Regions from separate parts of the Mus musculus genome. Here region 1 is linked to region 2. A link is a contact called in public HiChIP or PLAC-seq data. All regions are on one chromosome and are shown on one strand. The core of a region is the stretch at or near the end of the contact, and the rest is flanking DNA. Distances in the headings are between cores, read along the strand shown. Region 1 has its middle 80 kb from the start of Lhfpl2. Region 2 overlaps Arsb (arylsulfatase B).

What was found. HiChIP or PLAC-seq counts read pairs in DNA pulled down with a chosen protein or histone mark.
Region 1: a CTCF HiChIP or PLAC-seq map of the NIH/3T3 cell line shows a contact between it and region 2, with 8 read pairs. The contact joins two enhancer-like sites. A contact is called at or near these places in 1 of 15 datasets of contacts at CTCF or cohesin (the NIH/3T3 cell line), 3 of 484 Hi-C or Micro-C datasets (bone marrow-derived macrophages, brown adipocytes and reprogramming fibroblasts) and 1 of 115 datasets of contacts at active chromatin or transcription factors (embryonic stem cells).

What each region holds. Positions count from the first base shown.
Region 1 is chr13:93,974,425-93,980,403 of GRCm38.p6, reverse strand. No RefSeq gene overlaps it. Among named protein-coding and RNA genes, the nearest start is that of Lhfpl2, 80 kb to the left of the region's middle. Within about 2 kb of position 3,278, at least 50 of the 459 cell types and tissues checked have an H3K27ac peak or open chromatin away from gene starts, as enhancers often do. A contact at or near this core is called in the NIH/3T3 cell line, where this site is marked.
Region 2 is chr13:93,833,500-93,839,962 of GRCm38.p6, reverse strand. The region is part of intron 4 of Arsb (arylsulfatase B); the gene reads right to left. Among named protein-coding and RNA genes, the nearest start is that of Mir5624, 46 kb to the right of the region's middle. Within about 2 kb of position 1,927, at least 117 of the 459 cell types and tissues checked have an H3K27ac peak or open chromatin away from gene starts, as enhancers often do. A contact at or near this core is called in the NIH/3T3 cell line, where this site is marked.

The DNA.
Region 1 (5,979 bases), core at 2,029-4,528, 140 kb before region 2:
TCCGAGAGGACTGGCATGTGGGACAGCAACAGAGGGAGGGAAACTCTGCCCTGAATGTGTGTGGCACCAGTCAATTAGCTGAGGGCCCAAATGGAATAAAATTGGTGAAAGAGAAAGCCCACGGCCTGGGGAGATGGGTCAGACAGATGACTCACAATCTTGCAGACCTGAGTTCTATTACCAGAGAAACCCTGTCTTGAAAAATGAATGAGGTAGATAGTGATAAGGAAGAGCATCCCAGGTTGTCCTCTGACCTATTGACCTACTAATGCATGCACACACATGCACAGTCCCAACATGTGCACTTCCACACACACCATCAGTTTTATTCTTCTTGAGCAAGTATACCTGCTGCTTCTGCTGAAGCAGAGATGTAGACTCCAGAGTCTCCATCTTTCAGTGTAGACTCACATCAGTCATTCTCCAGGGAGTATCTTCGTCTCTAGCATTGGGCTGGCATTACATCATCTGTCTTCCTTGTTCTGAGACCTCTAGCTTCTTGGACTAAGAAGTTACTGAGTTCTCAGATTCTCTAGCATGTAATAAGTTATTGTTGAACTATATAACCTGTTATGGCTTTATATGTGTGTGTGTATACATATATATATATACATATATATGTTATATATAAACTTAATCCAATAAAACATACACACATACACACACACACACACACACACACACACACTTACTTACTTTAGTTGCTTCTGTTCTGTTCGTCTGGAGAACCCTGACTAATATAACAACTGCAAAGGAAAACAAGGTACTGGGGACTGAAACCTAGAGCATCATTTTGGGGTCACAGTTCAATCCATCCCAGGGTCTTCACATGTTCAATTACTGTTTGGCTTTCGACCTTGTTGACCTTGAGCTTTTAAGCTGTGGGTTTCCCCTTGATGGAATTCCTCAAGTCTTGAAGCTCATTATTAAAGCATAATTGCAAATCCAAGGAATTCTACAAGTCTGTCCCACGGGAGGTGGTAGAACTGGTGAGCATCCCCAGAGAGTGGGAAAGGAACAAAAGCAAATGCCTTTGATCTCTCAGCTACAAAGCAGCAGTGAGAGCCAGGTCCTGTGCTCTTGTATCCTCTGCCCCTTAGTCACAGCCTAGAAATGTGCTCGTTGGCTGGGAGCGGAAGTGGAATTGCAACAGAAATGTGGCATTGGAAACTTTGCATCAGAACCAATGGCTTGTTGAAAAATTGGGGGAAAAAATCTAACAATATTGGTGAATAAAGTCTGTAATGATGAATCTCATTCAACTTCTTACGGTTTTTTTTGGGGGGGTGGGGGAGGAGTGAGAGAGGCATGGCAAATTATACAAAAATAACACCACGGGTCAAACAAGCAAAGTTCATAGGACTCCTGGGCACTAAAGAAGCTACCCTGGGATACTTGGCATTAGATTTGTTTTCAGTGCTAGAGAAGGAACCAGGACCTTGCATGTTCTTTGCCAAGGTGGGTCATTCCCGTCAAGTATTGGCCGTGACCTGGCATGGTCAGCAGACTGAGGTTGACGTATCTCTCCAGTGGCAGGCTTCTTTGTAGGTTGCCAGGCCACCTCCCATTTCCTCCTTTTATGTTCAGAAAAATCCAAGCCGCCCAGTGAAGCTCATTTACCTTAGCGGCATCTCGGGACCAGTGTTAGCAGCGTGCTATGAGTGTGAAGCTGTGCTCATGGGAAATACAGAAGGATAGCCACAAAATGATGAAGACAGTCACCTACCGGATAGTGTGTCACAAGGCTACGATTCTGTGCCACCATCCCACCGAGAGCACATGCAGACACCAACCCTGGGAATTTCACCTGAAAAAGTCCACATTTCTAACCATCTGGATAGTGATTGGAGAAAAGGACCCTTGAATCCCTACCCCACACTTTGGGATAAAATTAATACTAAACATATTAAAGACAAAAAATTTTAAAGTCAAAGAACACACACACACGTGCTTAAAAAAATCATGAGAAAATTAATCTGTCCCCAAATATTTTTTCATGAAGAAATTATCATTAGTAAATTCAAAAGGCAAATAATAAACTGGAAAACTCACATTAAGGCAGAAAATTAATTTTGCCTCCCCTCCCCCCAGTTCTTATAGAAAGGGAGCTGCAGACCAATAGAAATATAGGTAAGACTTGAGGACACAACTAATCCCAGAGGAGTACACACACAAGGGATACTCACCGAATGCTCAGAGAAATGCAATCTTAAAAACACAATTCGATTATACTTTTAAAAGCAGCTTGTTTTTGAAAGTCATTAAAGCATCATGCTTTACTCCTGGGGTTAGAGAGGTAAGAAAACTGGAGGGTATCATTTTTATTTTATACAGTAAGGCTGACTGCTAGGGGAACTGCCTTCCCTTGCACCTCAGGATCTCATAACCTTCTTGATAGAGTGTGCACTGTGGTTCAGGGGGCTCAGAGCTCATTCAGAGCTCATTCTCAGTATCTCACAAGCGCTGGTTACTAAGAAATGCACAGGACTTGCCTTTTATTCTGGTGTGCTGCCCCAGGGCGGAAAGACCTCCTGAGGTCAAACAAAGGAACAATTCAAAATACTGGCATTGGCCTTGAGAAAGTACGCAACATTAAAGGTGGGGAAGTGAACCTTCCAAGTCTAATTAGAGCCTGCACTTATAATTCCCAAGCTTTGGCGTCCAAGATGAGAAAAGGACTTACTGGGTTTCTGTTTTTGAAAATGTTACCGGGCTTGTAACGTTATATAATTGCCCATTCCCCAACAAGCCAGGTGCAGCCACCTGTCCTCAATAAACCAACTAAAAGAACCAACAGAATAGTGGAGAGCAGAAAAGAGTGATTTATTCAATGTGGCACACTGAGAGGCAAAGAGACCCAGTGTCACCCCCACATCACCTCCGAGTCTATCTTCAGGGTCCTAACATGAGGGTGAGGTTTAAATAGAAGATAAAATAGACAGATAGTTAAGCAGTCTGACTGGCCACTGAGCGGCCCTGACCATCACTGTCTAACTTCCAAGTTGAGATGTAAATTTTCTCCTCTGACACACAAGTTCACCCTCTAGCAGACAAGTTCCTCTTTCAGACACCCCAGTGCACTTTAGACGTCTCTTCTCCCAGTAGAGCCTTGAGGGGATTTGTGAAGTCTACTGGCTCAGAGAGCCAAAGAGAGAGCTACAGATGTCATTTTCGACTGCCTTAATTCTTCCCAGACAAGCTGATTACAGTAATAGACCCCTGGGTATGTTTTGTTTTTTTAAAATGTGTAATAGGACTTCTTAGGAAATTCAATTTCTGCTTGCTTAATACATATTGTTGAGTATTGCCAAGATTAAAAATAAGAGGGATGGACAGGATGTGGTCAGTCGTAGAAAGTGACTAACCGTACGTTCTTTTTTTTTTTTTTGGTTTTTCGAGACAGGGTTTCTCTGTATAGCCCTGGCTGTCCTGGAACTCACTTTGTAGACCAGGCTGGCCTCGAACTCAAGAGATCCACCTGCCTCTGCCTCCCGAGTGCTGGGATTAAAGGCGTGCGCCACCACGCCCGGCTAACCGTACGTTCTTAATGGCTGAAGCAGACACATCTTTCCAAGAGGCGTATCCCTGAGAAATTTTCACCATTATGTTTAATATATAACAAAAAAATCTGTTTATTTTCATTAGTATGCATATGACCGTTTGTCTGCATGTGTGTACGTGTATACATCTGCATGCTCATGACCCTGAAGGCCAGAAAAGGGTGTCAAATCCCTGGCTGGAGTTATGGATGTGAGCTGCCATGTGGGTGCTGAGAACTGAACCTGGGTTCTGCAAGGGTAGCCGCAGTGCTCTTCACTGCAGATCGGTCTCACCCACCTTGACTCCCTTCTGTGTGATGATAAGAGTTGGTGAGACCACTTGTGCTGGCAACTCTGTCTGAACGATTTCTATCATTGAGCTTAACAGTCACAAGAAATTACAATCTGTTTACATACTTTTGTGACAAAGAATGACAAAGTGATTTAGAAATAAAAAAGGTGTTCCGGCGCTTGGATTTATTACACCAGACGTAATAAATATTCCTGTGGGGAAAGGGGATGGGTTCTACATTCAACATGTGTAAAGTTGCCTAGTACTGGAGAGTAGCTTGTTGGTGCAGTATAAAGTGGGTAATAGCAGATATAGAATGGCTACTTGAGTACATTTTTAATGATGTAAGAAGATCAGTAAAAGGATGTGAGGAGCTTTAAACATGTCTACTTATAACATGCTGGAAAATATACATTTTGTTGAAGTAACTTTTTATAGCTACAAAGAGAAAGGGCTGATTTTCAGTTCTTTGGAAGACAGGACAACTAGGTAATTTGAACTATTGCCCTCAGGAACAGCTGACCAGAAATCTTAGCAGGTGAAAACCTCATCCATCAAGAGATGAGCAATTTATCAATGACAGGGAGAAACAGAAAGCAGTAAGCCCTGGTCTGCCTTCTCGGTCTAGGTAGGGAGGTCCAATCTAGGCAGGCTGCCTGGAGGGAGTGAGTCACAATAGACCTTGGCAGAAGCAGTGCACCAATAAAGAACGCAGCCTAGCCTCTCAGGAATGCAAGACAAACCCCATGCCATGAAATACTCCCTGCCACATCCTCTGGGGTTGCACAGCCTTCTGACATCTCCCTCTGCCTTCCCACCTCGAATCCCTGCAAATCTCCCGCTTTCAAACGCCCCTCTGACTGTCTCTTGACAACTTGCCTAGTCCCTGCTGTCTGAGATGTCAGTGAGTACTGCTCAGGTTTGGTGCAGGAGCATGCCACTGTATAAAGGTTCCTTTGCCCTGACAGCTTGGAACCTTTTCTTTTTTTCGTGTGCTATACCTGCTTCCTAGCTTGGTGGAGACACATTCAGCCCCAGGTGGGCTTACCCTAAAACCTGTGTTCTCAATTAGCACATGTTAAAGCCAAAGGGTTGTCATTAGTAGTTACACCTGGCCAACCAGGGAAACCAGGACTTCCCTGGTCATCCAAGCTACGGGCTTCCTATTAAGAAGGAAGGAAGAAGAAAACAGCTCAAAATATTAGATTTATGGGAAGGGCCATGCCAGAGCAGCAATTAAACCCGTGAGATCTGGGCCCAGTTGGTAGAATGCTTGCCTTGCATGCATGAAGCCCTGAGTGTCATTAATCCCCGGTACTGCATAAACAAAGGACAGTGATTCACATCTATAATCCCTGTACTTGAAGATAGTGTGACAAGATAGCCAGAAGTTCCATGTTCTCCTCAGCTTCATAGTGAGTTCCAGGCTGTCCTGGGATACATGAGACCATGTTTCCAAACACCACCAGCCCTGGGAGACCTGGACTAGAAATGGCCCTTGTCACCATTGACCTGTATGAGAGGGATGCACACTGAGAATGGATGGCTGTTGTGTTGATACTATGGCAGCACCAGACACCACTGGGGGTAGAAGAACAGCTAGCGACCTACTGTGATTAGGGAGTACAGAAAACTCCAGGTGGATAGATGGGCTTGGTGGGGACATAATACATTGCCTCTTTTCTAAGTAACCTGAGAACACAGGTCACAGGACAGGTCCGTTTGAAGTTGGGACCAGGGATGGTATAGGAAAATGTCTAAGTAGACAGTATTGAACGAGGTTTGCTGAGATGAGGGATCCTTTGTGGGCCACCACTGCTAGGCCGGGTACTCAGTACTCAGTGTGGGACAGTCCCACGTGCATCTCCCTTTCAGCTTTCGCCAAGAACATATGGCATGATTTCCTGTGCTTCACCCAGTATGGAATGTCCTGTTGGCCGATTGTTTGTCTGGATTGTCTTTTTACTTTTGAGGTTACAATTACACTGTTTCCTCCACCCCTTTACTCTCTATAAGCCCTCCCATAAACCCTCTGTGCCTTGCTCTCTTTCAAATTTGTGGCCTCCTTTCTCATTGGTTGAAATCTCTTTTAAAGGATATCACAGGGTTAGGGATGCAACCTAGTGATAGATCATGTGCTTAGCACCA
Region 2 (6,463 bases), core at 678-3,177:
CAGCTGTATGGAAAGCAGTTATGATGGCGAGTCAATTGCTGTGGGTTTCTAGCTTTAAATTCAGGCACAGGAAGCAAATGTTTTCAAATGCCGAGCATACAGGGAGATTAAAGGACTGGGGACAGGTTTGAACCCACAGAGCCTTTCACTGGCAAGTGAGAGGGGTCTCTGTTGACAGGAAAGTCAAGTGTGGTAGCTGGCATAGAAACCAACCTGACAGATCCTATGTGTTTTCCCCAGGATAGATATTTTTGCTTCTGTCTAGTAAGGCTTTGTGTTGGGGTTCTGATTTCTCTTTTCTGCTGTTCAGATCCAAAGTTTATGCTTGCCAACCACTCTGGGTCACGTATGAATGGCAGGACTAGTGGCTCTGTCACGCATGCGCCATTTCAGAGTTTTGTCTGGAACTCTCCCTGTGCAGTAAAAAATCGAGCGTCTTCTGACCCCCTCCAACACCCTGCCCCCATTTCCACCCTCCATTTGGCCCGCTGCTGGGACTATAGTCTATCACTTATCTAACATAAAATAAACAGAACAATCTGGAGCTAATTTAGGTGGTTTGCCATATCAGGATACAGCTGGGAAAGATTTTAAGAAAAGGCTGGACAGGAACAATAGCGCTGTGAAGTGGAGCAGTGTGGAGAGCACAGGAAGGCAGTTTCAGACAGCCTGGCAGACAGCTGTCAGCCACTCCAATAACAATCCCCAAAGCCAATGAAAACGGGCAGGCTCTGTGCAGGGAGCTCGGCCCTGCAGAACACCAACAAGGAAAACAAGGGATTAGAGGGCGTTCTGACTTAATGGTTAGGAGTTGTCAGGGCCACCTGTCTCCCGGGAGCCCTTCACCAGGGCTCCTGGCCAGCAAGGCCTGAAGAGGAATCGCAGAGGAGACCTTCCATTTCTCTATAATTCTGGCCAAGATTTTTTTTTTTAAGATGCATGCATACATACTGGCTTTATCCTGACTTATGAATTCAGCAAGGCCCACAGCAGCACATCTGTTTTTGACATCAATTTCTCCTACTCTGCAGGATGGTTGAGGGTTTTGGTTTTTTTTTTTTTTAACTCTTTGGGGGCCTCTGGCTAGACCTTAAATTTCCTGGTGCAACTTGACAGAGGTGAAAGGGCTTGAGGGAGCTAAACAAAGCTGTGTGTTGTTCTTGAAAGAATTTGTGAGTGCTTTATATTAAATCAAGAGAAAAGAAATAAAAAGAAAAGAAAAGAAACCACCTCGGACCAAGCTCTTGACAAAGATCCAACCAGTTAGAGATGCTCTGAAGTCTAAAGGTAGCAGAGAGGTTCCTGCCAAGGCACGGGTCAGAAGCACCACGATTGGCTCTCTGTCAACTCTCGCCACTTGGCCAAGGCTTCTGGGTCAGTTTCTGCACCTAAGGCCAGGCGACATTTTCCCCTTCTCCATCACTTAATTCCTGACATAAGCTCATACGCTCTCCTTCCAGAAAGTGCTCTGTTTAATGAAGAGTTCCCTCTGGCTAGAGAAATTTTTGGGAAAACCCCACTTGTTTAAGAGGGATTTTTAAAAAGATAATATAGATTTCCTATTCTAAAGTAACAAAACAGCATCTGGGAGGTTTAATAGAAAATAAACCAGCTCGGAAGAAGAAAAGAAACAAGGGTTTTATCAGTGACCATCTCTCCATTTTAGCTCATGTCTGTACATCACAGTACATCCCTGAACTAACAGGTACTCATAACTCCATGGCAATACAAGCTAAGCCTAAATGTTCACTGTAGAAAGAAGCTTTTGAAACACAGAAAACAATGTGAAAACTTCTGGCAAGCAAAAGAATAGGCTGGAAAATATTTCTTTAAAAAAAAAAACTATAACATCCAGGGCTGGAGAGATGACTCAGCGTGTAAGAGCACGTGATGCTCTTCTGCAGGATCCACACTCAATTCTCTGCACACTGGGCAGCTCACAACAGTCTGTAATCCTAACTCTAGGGGAGTCGCCATCTTTTTCCTGCACCGCAGACACTGGACTCATGTACAGAAACACAAACACAAAGACATACACTGTGCTGGCTCCCTTATATCAACTTACACAAGCCAGAGTCATCTGAAGGGAGGGAACCTCAATTTTGAAAATGCCTCCCTAAGATCCAACTGTAAGGCTTTTCTCAGTGACTGATGAGGGTAGGGAGAGGCAGTGCATTGTGGGTGGTGCCATCTCCTGGCTGGGAGTCCTGGGGTCTATAAGAAAGCGGATTGAGCAAGCCATGAGAAGCAAGCCAGTAAGCAACACCCTTCCGCGTCCTCTGTATAAGCTCCTGCCCCAAGTTCTTGCGCTGTTCGAGTTCCTGTCCGGACTTCCTTTGATGATGAACAGTGATGTGGAAGTCAATTTGCTTTTGGACATTGTGCTTTACCGCAGCAATAAGAATCCTAACTAGGATACACATATACACATAACTAAAATGCATATTTTAAACATGTGTAATGTCCAGCTAGGCTTGACGGAACAAGCCTGTAATCTGAGTTCTTGAGACATGGAGGCAGGAGGATCATATGTTAAAAGGCATCCTAGACTACATAATGAGTTTGAGGCCAGCCTGGACTACAGGAAAGAGAGAGATAGAGAGAGACAGGGTGGGAGGGAGAGACTATAGAGACAGACACGGGGAGATAAAGGGGGGAGGGGAAATCCCTCCTAACCACAGCAGTCCAATGATTATTTCAAAAACAATGTCATCACATTAAAATGAGAAATAAAACCCAACTGTCTGAAAACCTAAATTTTTCTAGAAAAATGTTCCAACAGTAGCATGGAGAATTACCTAGAAGGCTCTGGGAGTATCGGTGCCACTTTAAGGGCCTCTGGTTCAGGGAAGAAACTGAGGGTCAGGGTCAGAGTTTCTCACAAGCTTCATGAGGTATTCCTGTTGCCGCTCCTGGGAGCTTCCTTGAAGAATCACTTCAGAGAGCTCAAAGCCAATACTGGGCACTTAGTACTTACGCTCTCTGCACCTTTCTTACTGCTTTTCTGAGTTGATGGCCAAGCATGGCTGAAACAGGGGGGCACTGAGTCAATGAAGACTATTCAGAAACAGCATGCCAAGAAGAAACAGCTGCCCTTTAACTCTTATGGCTATAAAGTTATAAAAGTAGCTATGCCCTCACTGTGTGGGAATGTACACCTGCAATCTCAAGAGGCTGGGATAGGAGGATATCAAGTTCAGAGACAGTCTAAACAGTTGTCTGTCTGTCTCTCTCTCTCTCTCCCCATCTCTCTCTGTCTGTCTGTCTCTGTCTCTTTCTCTGTCTCTCTCTCAAACACACACCACACACACACACAAACACACACACACACACACACACACACACACACACACACACACCATCTCCTAAAGAATGAAATGATCCTGACTTCAGAATGAAAGGGTAAGGCATAGGGGAGGTACGACAGCAGTGTGTCCCTAGGATCTAGACCCTCAGGGGACATGCTGTGGATATGGTTTACCGCTTATATTATGTTAATTGGGTTCCCAAATTACAAGAGCATTCCCTTGTCTGCATGGACAGTCCCTGCCTCCAGCTGGTTCTAATTGATAAATAAAGTTGCTGGTGGCCAATGGCTGTGCAGGGAGACTGAGGCAGGACTCTGAGGTTCCTGGGTAAGGAACTGGAGGGAGGGGAGAACCACCATGCCAGGAAAGGAACAGGATGCAAGCATGGGAGCTGCAGAAGACAGAGGACAGCCAGGTGAGAATCAGGGAAGAGCAGGCTCAGGGCTCACTCCTCCAGCTGGGTCTGGGGTAGCAGAGGTGAAACATAACTTTCAGTAAGTAATATGAATTATACTCAGGAATATGGGAGGGGAGGCGTTAGCAACGCAGGAGTTAGGGAGTGGCCCAGCTGTTGAGCTGCTTAGGGCATATTACAAATAAGGCTGCATGTGTGTGTCTTTCACTCTGAATCCAAAACATTTGGGTGTGTAGGAAGGACCCAGTGCACCCACTGGGGAGTTTAGAGCTGACTGCCATACTACTTCAGATGTTGTTCAATGTGTCAGGTTTGTACTCACGTTTAAAAATTAATCAGAGATTATGAAATGGAAGACACAAGCTGTGACCCAAGATTAGGAGACGGGAGAATTGGTTTCTCAGCTGAGCAGAGCTCAGCCACACATGTGGTCCCTCCCTAAGCGGCACAGGTTTGGAACTCGAACAAAAGGCACGCATAATTCTAAGGTTCTAAGAAACCTTAGACACAGTTAAGTTCCCCAAGTCGACCCAGACAAAGCTGGGTGTCCGGGATTTATCCCGGGCCCCTCTCAAAGGCTTTTAACAGCCTCCGAGAGTTTGAACTCAGAGGTGCTGGGAACCCCTGCTTTGCAAACAGAAAGGCTACTCAGAAGGCAGAGAGAGACAGGCAATAGAGGCTGGTTGCCCCACTGCTCAGATGAACAAAAGACAGAGATGAATGACATCTGATTAATTGTTTTTAAGAATAGAAAGGAGTATTATGGTAATTGTTTAAGTGTTTTTATGTATACACAGAATAAAGAAATTCACACCTTTGATCTAAATGTAGGAAACAAAGACATGAAGATAAAGAGAATAGAATGAATGAGAAAAAAATTCATTAAAAGAAATGTGAAGAAGCTGGTGGTGCACGCCTTTAATCCCAGCACTTGGGAGGCAGAGGCAGGTGGATTTCTGAGTTCGAGGCCAGACTGGTCTACAGAGTGAGTTCCAGGACAGCCAGGGCTATACAAAGAAACCCTGTCTCAAAAAACAGAGAGAGAGAGAGAGAGAGAGAGAGAGAGAGAGAGAGAGAGAGGTGAAGAAGTCTATGCCAGGGCAGTACTCGGGATCTTTCGAACATGGTCTACACAAGATTTCTGGGATTGTTTAGCCTGGTATGACAAATTACTACTAAAATAGGCTCATACAGACTGTACTGGCTAGTTTTGTGTCAACTTGACACAGCTGGAGTTATCACAGAGAAAGGAGCTTCAGTTGAGGAAGTGCCTCCATGAGATCCAGCTGTAAGGCATTTTCTCAGTTAGTGATCAAGCCGGGAGAGTCCCTTGTTGGGTGGTACCATCTCTGGGCTGGTAGTCTTGGGTTTTATAAGAAAGCAAGCTAAGCAATCAGGGGAAGCAAGCCAGTAAGAAACATCCCTCCATGGCCTCTGCATCAGCTGCTGCTTCCTGACCTGCTTGAGTTCCAGTCCTGACTTCCTTTAGTGATGAACAGAAGTTTGCAGGTATAAGCTGAATAAACCCTTTCCTTTCCAATTTGCTTCTTGGTCATGATGTCTTGTCCAGGAATAGAAACCCTGACTAAGACACAGACATATAGAAGGAAATTTAATTAAAGATAAATACATAGAAAAGGATACTAATTCAAGTAATATAAAGAGAAAAGGAACATACATACCCACAGAGAAGGGATAATTTAAGTATACATAGATATAGTAATGAATTTAGGCTTTGACCTTACTATTAAAAATTAATCGTGTAAGAACAAGGCAAGAGATAGTGGGGGAGCACTGTTTCAATGGATAATAATTTTTGTTTAGATTGCTTTGATTGCTTTGAATTGTTTTAATTATCAAAATGCATGTGGTTATAAGTTTGGTAGTTATGATTTAGTCCTCTGGGAGAAAGGTCAAAATAGGTCAGGACTGAAGGAGACTGCCAATTTCAATCAATCTATACCTTTGATGATTTCAGGCTACTAGACCAAGGACCTACTATTGTGAAAGAGGGGCTCTGTACTTGTATTAATAGGAAAAAAGAAAAGACTTTGAACTCCTTCCAGAGTTCATGGATCAGGGGAAGGCCCCATGAAGACCTTGGCTACAGAAAAGAAAAAAAAATTGAAAAAAATCAAACAGGACAGGTAACTTGATTTGCTGAGTCCTACACAAGGGAACAGCCCTGTAAATGGCTGAGACATAAAAATGTCTCTAGCGAAAAACAGCTAAACTTAGACAATAAATCTTGTTGGTTGTGGAACCCTTCATCATGCCATCCTTCACATGGCATGATTGAAGATTTATTACAATTGGTTATTGATCAAATTAACTCATAAAAGGAGAGTTGCCTTTTACCTACTCAAACTAGGAGCAAAATCTCATCCTTAACTGATCTGTGCAACTTGCACAATCCATACAAATATCTTAATAGTTCTAAAAATTTGGTTGTAAGATTCATATATTACAGAATGTACAGCTCTGACAACACTCATCTACAGGGATGCTGAGGTGACCTGCTGCTCCAGCTACCTGCCTCCCAACACAGTGTCAGGAACAGCTGCTGATTCCTGATGGACTCAGCTCATCCAGCCTTTCAGACAGAGCCAGTCAGAACTTCAGTCAAGTCCTAAGCCTTCTAAGCACACAGAGACTGAATAACCGATGATAAAGCTAGCTTTCTTAAGTCTAACCAATTTGTTTTTGTTTTTGTTTTTCGAGACAGGGTTTCTCTGTGTAG